Regions from separate parts of the Mus musculus genome. Here region 1 is linked to region 2. The links are chromatin contacts, called in public HiChIP or PLAC-seq maps. All regions are on one chromosome and are shown on one strand. The core of a region is the stretch at or near the end of the contact, and the rest is flanking DNA. Distances in the headings are between cores, read along the strand shown.

Region 1 (3,217 bases), core at 328-2,827, 700 kb before region 2:
CCTGAGTTCCTTCCCTAGCTCCTACATCAAAGGCTGGGTGTGGGGGTGCGGGGTGCAGGGCTGGAGGCTTAGCAGTTAGGGCAGGTGCTTAATTCTCTTCTCAGCACCTCTGCGGGCAGTTCATAACCACCTGTAAACCCCAGTTTCATGGGAACCACACTGCCCTCTTGTGGTCCCCTCAGGCACTGCATGCACATGCACACACCTATATATGATTTAAAATCATTGCAAACACTGTCTGTAGTGGCACCTACTTACTGTTTGTCTCTGTGCTGAGAGAATAGACACAGGAGGGGGTTGGAGCTCTAGGTAATGAGATGGTGTCACAGAAACAGGCTGGCTGCGCCCTAGGGACTGACACCTGAGGTCAATCTCTGGTCTCCGTATGCATACAAGTGTACCCCTCCATTCGTGAAGGATGCATGCTCTCTCTCTCTCTCTCTCTCTCTCTCTCTCTCTCTCTCTCTCTCTCACACACACACACACACACAATTATTATCTGTGCATTAAGTAATTCAGTGCCTTTTGGCTGCCGGTGCCACTGGAAGGCATTTGATTTGTGCAATTCCCCATGACTTAAAGCATGGAGGAGAAGGCTCAGTAGTTAATTAAGAGTACTTACTGGTCTATCTGAGGACTGGTGTTTGGAACCCACCCACCCTACATTGGGTAGCTTGAAAATATGTGTAACTAGCTCTGATGTATCTGATGCCCCCTTCTGGCCTCCATGGGTACCTATACAACTTCACAGACACACACACACACACACACACACACACACACACACACACACACACACACACACACTGTCAGCTATCCCTTCCATATATATTTTTTAAAAACTTGAAAGTGCTTTTGCAACTATCCACTCTCCTCCCAGGCAAGTGAAGCCCCTGCCAGCATCCCCCAGAGGGAAGAACGGAGCAGCCGCCATCTGAAGGATCCTGGCAAGGTGCTCTTGATCTGAGATAAGAGAGCTTTGGGATCTCTCTCTCCCTTGTACTGAGAGCAGCAGAGGTTCTATCGGGTTTGTAAAAGCATGTCCTTTTGCTGCAAAGCCTTGGCCTAAAAAGCCCAGAGAAAACCCAGACTGTGTGCCAGTGACCTTCGGCCCTCAGGAAGATGTGAGGAGCCAGTAAGAAGAAGGGAGGGACGAATGATGGAGGGCGGCGGGGAGGGTGGGGGCAGGAGGGATGGAGAGGAGGGCAGCTGAGCGGAACTGTAGTCTCACTGAACGGGTGGGTCACAGGTCCTCCCCTGCTGGGTTCCTTACCCCATTCTTGTCGAAGGCTCGGAACATGCTCTCTACATACTGGCTGGCCTCCTCATTGCCCGTGACCTTGAAGAAGCGCTTGAACTCGTGCATGAAGAGCGTCCCACTGGGACACTCCACGACAAACTTCTTGTACCACTCCTGCAACTCCGCCACATCCATCTCCCCGGCCGCCTCCGCCTCTTCCCAGCTCAGCTGCTGCCCCATCCCGGCTTTTAGAAAGAGACTCAGCCAGGCCCGCTACCTCCTCCAAGTCCTCCGCTGACCTTAGGCTCCTCTCTCCTTGGTCTGAGCAGCCCTTTCACTGTCTCGGGGAAACTGAACTTGATTGGTTGTGAAGGGACCTCCAGAAGGGAGGGGCAGACCCCGGGCAGCTTAGCGGTGTAAAGACCATTAGGAGATTCCTGGGGAGGTCTGACCTCCAGAAAGCTAAGCTTCCTCTGCCTCGCCCCTCCACAGGTCCAGTGAGAGGCAGGCTATGAGGGTAAGAGCCTGGGGGATGGGGTGGGGTGGGGGCAGGGCTCTTGGTCCACCAGTGTCTGCAGCTCCCTTACAGACCATGCCTGAATCTTGAAGGACAGATGCGTCTCTCCAGCCCTTCTCTCCGTGATTGCTCCCATCCACTCCTGAGCACTAACCCGCGGGCAGGACCCAGGAGAGTGGTCCACAGTGTCTGCAAGGGCTCTGATACTAAAGGCCACATGACCTTGCTTTAAGCAGCGGTTACACATTCACTAGGTTGACCAAGCACATAGTTATTACATGCTGAATCAAGTACATATTCATTGCTCATGACTATAATCCCAGCACTGGAGAAGCAGAAGGGTCTCGAGTTCAAAACCACTCTGGGTTGCCCTGTTGACACAGGGGGACACTCCCACTCCCACCGCATCAATAACAAAAACAACCAAAGTAGATATTTATGCTATCTTTTAGATTTCATTTTTTGAGACAGGTTCTCACGTTGCAGTTCTGGCTAGCCTTGAATTCACTATGTAGACCAGAAAGGCCTTGAACTCACAGAGATCTACCTGTCGTCTCTAACTCTCAAATGCTGGGTGCTGGGATTAAAGGTGTTTCCTACCATGCTTGGCTAGATCTTATTTTTATTTTATGTAAAGAAGTGTGTGTGTGTGTGTGTGTGTGTGTGTGTGTGTGTAGCATCACATGTGTGCAGTGCTCATAGAGGCCAGAAGAGGTTGTCAGGTCCCCCAGACTGGAGTTAATTCATTGTGAGTCACCATGTGGGTGCTGGAAACTGAATCTGGGTACTCTGCAAGAACAAGTGTTTTTTTAATTATTGAGCCATCTCTCCAACATTTGTGCTTATTTTATTTTTTTTAAAAATGTGTTTTTATTATTTTAAAAATGTATGTGTGTGTGTATGGTGAGGGTTGTGCTCATGAGAGTGCAGTGCCCACTGAGGCCAGAAGAGGGCGGTAGATCTCTTGGAGCTGGAGTCACAGGCAGTTGTGAACCACCTAACATGTGTGCTCATATCGGAACTCAGGTCCTCTACAAGAGCAGAACAAGCTCCTAACCACTGAGCAATACCTCCAGCCCATTAGAACCTATGTTGGTTTTTAAGCCGTGTGAAGTAGTGCACACTTGTGAGCCTGTCCTTGGGATGGATGCTCATTGTGGAATTGGCCTGACCTCATGGCTCAGTGATCTTTGTCACCTGACACCCTGATTCCTTTGAATCTCACCATTAGTCTCCAGGTAAGGCCTCTACCTCCACTGTCATCCTTTCCAGGACTAGACACGTTTTCTCCCATGTCCCACATTTCTCTGGGCCTGAGGTTTGGGCTGGTGCTTTCCTTGTGCCCCACTGTTGTCTGCAATGGCCCCTGTCCCTCCTCAAACCACCTGCCCCAAGGCTGGAGAAGATGGCTCAGTAGTTAAGAGTCCTTTCTACTCTTCTGAAGAGACTGAGTTGGGTTC
Region 2 (3,169 bases), core at 80-2,579:
ACATCATCACGCCCTCATTATTGCCAGGTCTGCCCATTCCCAAGTCTAGTGAGACAGCATTTCACTTAGATTCTGAAGTCCACAAAATCTCAGGTAACGAAATTTTTAGGAATAAAGTGATCTTGTTTGGGGGTGAGGGGGAGAATGGGGGGCATTGTATTCGGTTTTTCTCTGTGCAGCCCTGACTCTCCTGGAATTTGCTCTGTAGACCAGGAGACCACCAGCCTGCCTCTGCCTCATGAGCGCTGGGATTAAAGGTGTGCACCACCATGCCCAGTTCTTACTAGTTTTTGGTAATTATTTCTAAATGAAGGAATGAGCTTTGGTTGTTTTTGTACCTGGGTCCATGGGGATAGAGCTGTGGCTGCTCAATGCGGCGGCTCCCTCCTCATCTTCATCCTCACTCTCCAATGGAGGGTCTGGCAGATGAAGCCCCAGGGCCTGCAGAACCAGAGAAGATAATTTGTTAGGCGCCCCTCCCCCTGCCATTATGATAAACAGCTGTTGGTACATTCCATCTCATCTGCTTAGTAACAGCATCCTCCACCATACCTGGATCCGATCTTGGATGTCAGCAGCTCCATCTTCTCCTTCACCCACTGGTGCCAATTCCACCTCTTCTTGTTCAGGGTCTTGATTGAGGGGCTGGTACGAGTAGCCTGCTGGGCCTGCTCCTGTTTCCTCCTGCTCTTCCTCGGGTTCTTCACTGCTCCAATCCCCAGTTCCTTCTGTAGGACCCTGATGTGGCCCTAAGTCCTCAGTCTGATTGGGGAAGATACGCTCAGGGCCCATGGTGTCTCCCCCTAGAACTACTGCTGCCATCCGGGCAGGGGCTGCAGGGACAGAAAGGCGGGATAGGGATGGGATGAAACCAGGTCTCCTTTCACGTTCAGCCACCCACTTCCCTCTCGCATGGAACTTGCATCTTCCTCCCGTCTCTCCTGCCTCCCTGTCTCAAGTTTGGGTTCTCATATTGAGCTGGAGCACACACGTCTTTAACTCGCCCGATTCCTAAATGAACCGACCACCGGAGGGTTTCACCTCTTCCTAAAAGCCTCTTCCCAGAACCTCGCCCCTCTCACCACGCCCCTCCTCTGGAGGTAACTGCTGGTCGCCAGGCTACCCACCATAGCGCGTCCCCGCCCCTCATTCCCTCTATTCCGGGGGAGTGTAGTACCGCCTGGCAAAAACCCCTTCAGGCCCAGGGTCTCCCCTTCAATGGCCCCAGCTACAGAGTCCCCTACCCGCCCCACTGATTCTCGGCGTTGGTATTTCCTCGCGCCTCACCCTCTCAGAGCCCACAGCCGGACCCGCACCTTCACTTCCGGCGGGGCAGGACATGCTGGGGCTCTTAGTCCTCCAGCCCCGCCCCGTGCCCGAGACTGACGCAAGCGAGGACAAGTCCGCCTCTTGCCCCGCCTCCGCCATCCCCTGCCCGGACCACAAAGAACTACATTACCCAGTGACCCTCAGGCGTGCGACGTGAACTGGTGTTCTGCGCATGCGCACAAACCGGCCCCGCCCACCCGCTCCCCATCTTTCGGCCCTGGGGTAATTCGTGGACTACAAGTCCCTGAAGCTGTCGGGCCGGCAATTCTCACTGCACGTGCGCGTCCCGCTGCCCGCCGGAAGGACGAAGTCTGGCAGTGTTTATCTCGTTGGGGACCGAGGAATCGGTTGGCGGGCAACGGGTTCTAGGCTGCTGGCAGCGCGAGGACCCGCGGCCCCACCCCGGCCCGGCCTGGCAGGTAGCCTGGGATGGGTTGGGGGGATGAGGAAAATTGAAGGGACAGGCGACGCCCATTGCCTACGGCTGGGGCCGCGCGGGAGGGGCTGAGAAGGCTGAGCTGGGGGTGGGGAGGGAGCTAGGGGGATGCTGGGAAAGAGGAGTGTTAATGGTCCGCGAAAGGGTTAGGGGAAAATGGCCTGGAGACGGGTGGGAGAGACCTGGTGGCTGGAGGAAGCGCTGAGAGAAGTGGACGAGTGGGTTCCGAAGAGAATCAGGAAGCTGAGCATAATGGCAGGGGGAGGGGGCAGTGTGGCGTCGTGGGGGAGGGGCGGCTGAGAAAGGTGGACTACAACCGGAGACCAGTCTCATTCACAGAGCGGTATGGTTGGCAGGGGATAAGAATGGCTTGCTTCCCTTCGTGAACTTAGACGAGTTAGAGGGCTCTGGTGTGGACCTTGAAGTGGTGGGAGGAGGAACTGCAAGGCTCTCGGGAAATTAAGAAGGGAAGGGGCGCGAGCAGGGAGGGGAAGCCGACCTCAGGGGCTGGGATGTTGAAAATGGCCTATTGGTGGGAAATGCTGGAGACCCAGAGATAACGTATAACCTCCTGCCTCCGAGTTCTCCTTAGGAAGATGGAGTCTTCCTCCGTCTGCCACTGGGATTGTAGTCTTATCTTTGTGCATTTTCGTTTTATCTGGACTTACTTTCAAAGGAGAGTAAAAGATATGAAGGAGGTTGATAGGCTCTCCACCACCACGTTCTTTCCTTTCTTTCTCTATTTTTTGTTTGTTTTTTTTTTTTGAGACAGGTTCTTGTAGCTCTGGCTAATTTGGGACTTACTGTGTAGACCCAGGTGGCTGACCTTAATTACACAGACATCCCCCTGCCTCCATGCCCCAGCACGAGTGCCTTGGACTTGGATTCTTAAGCTTTCAGTCCTCTTTCTCTGATAAGCAAAAATTGAAGAGCCTGAGTAATGAAGGAACAGTTTAACTTTTGGCTGCTGCTGTTTCACATTGAGAGAGATGGCTACTTAAAGTATACAGTGAAAGGTTGTGGGGGCAGTTGATTCATGAAAGCTGCGTCTGTCCCCTTGAAGGGAACCTCCTTTGCTTGAGGTGCACCCACCCCACCCCCGAGGTTTTTCCTCCCTGCCAAGGATTTTTGAACAGGAAGTGAATGATCACCCAAACCCAGCAGATGTCTCCTGGCAAAGGCATCGCTAGTTGCAAAAAGATTTGCCTGAAAGAGCTCTCAGATATACCTGTTATCACTAGGCTGGCCGGCTGTCTTTACAAAGCCGTGGCCCCTCTCATCTTTGGGGCTTTCTCTTGTCCTGCCCAAAGGTATTTTTGCTTTCTTTCCTCTTTCCAATCTACACTCCTACCCCATCTCTCCTCTAGAGACCCAGACAGGGGCAGGGCTGCTGGAAGTGGCGTG

What was found. HiChIP or PLAC-seq counts read pairs in DNA pulled down with a chosen protein or histone mark.
Region 1: a FOXA1 HiChIP or PLAC-seq map of pancreatic cancer cells shows a contact between it and region 2. The contact joins the promoter of Guca1b here to the promoter of Mea1 in region 2. A contact is called at or near these places in 1 of 39 promoter capture datasets (liver) and 1 of 115 datasets of contacts at active chromatin or transcription factors (pancreatic cancer cells).

The regions. Positions count from the first base shown.
Region 1 is chr17:47,383,753-47,386,969 of GRCm38.p6, reverse strand. Guca1b (guanylate cyclase activator 1B) reads right to left here and starts at 1,577. Exons shown (of 4, transcript NM_146079.1): 1 at 1,274-1,577. The coding sequence starts at 1,480.
Region 2 is chr17:46,679,281-46,682,449 of GRCm38.p6, reverse strand. It overlaps Mea1 (male enhanced antigen 1), which reads right to left and starts at 1,329. Exons shown (of 4, transcript NM_010787.2): 1 at 1,245-1,329; 2 at 553-833; 3 at 339-441. The coding sequence starts at 822. It overlaps Klhdc3 (kelch domain containing 3), which reads left to right and starts at 1,520. Exons shown (of 12, transcript NM_027910.3): 1 at 1,520-1,748.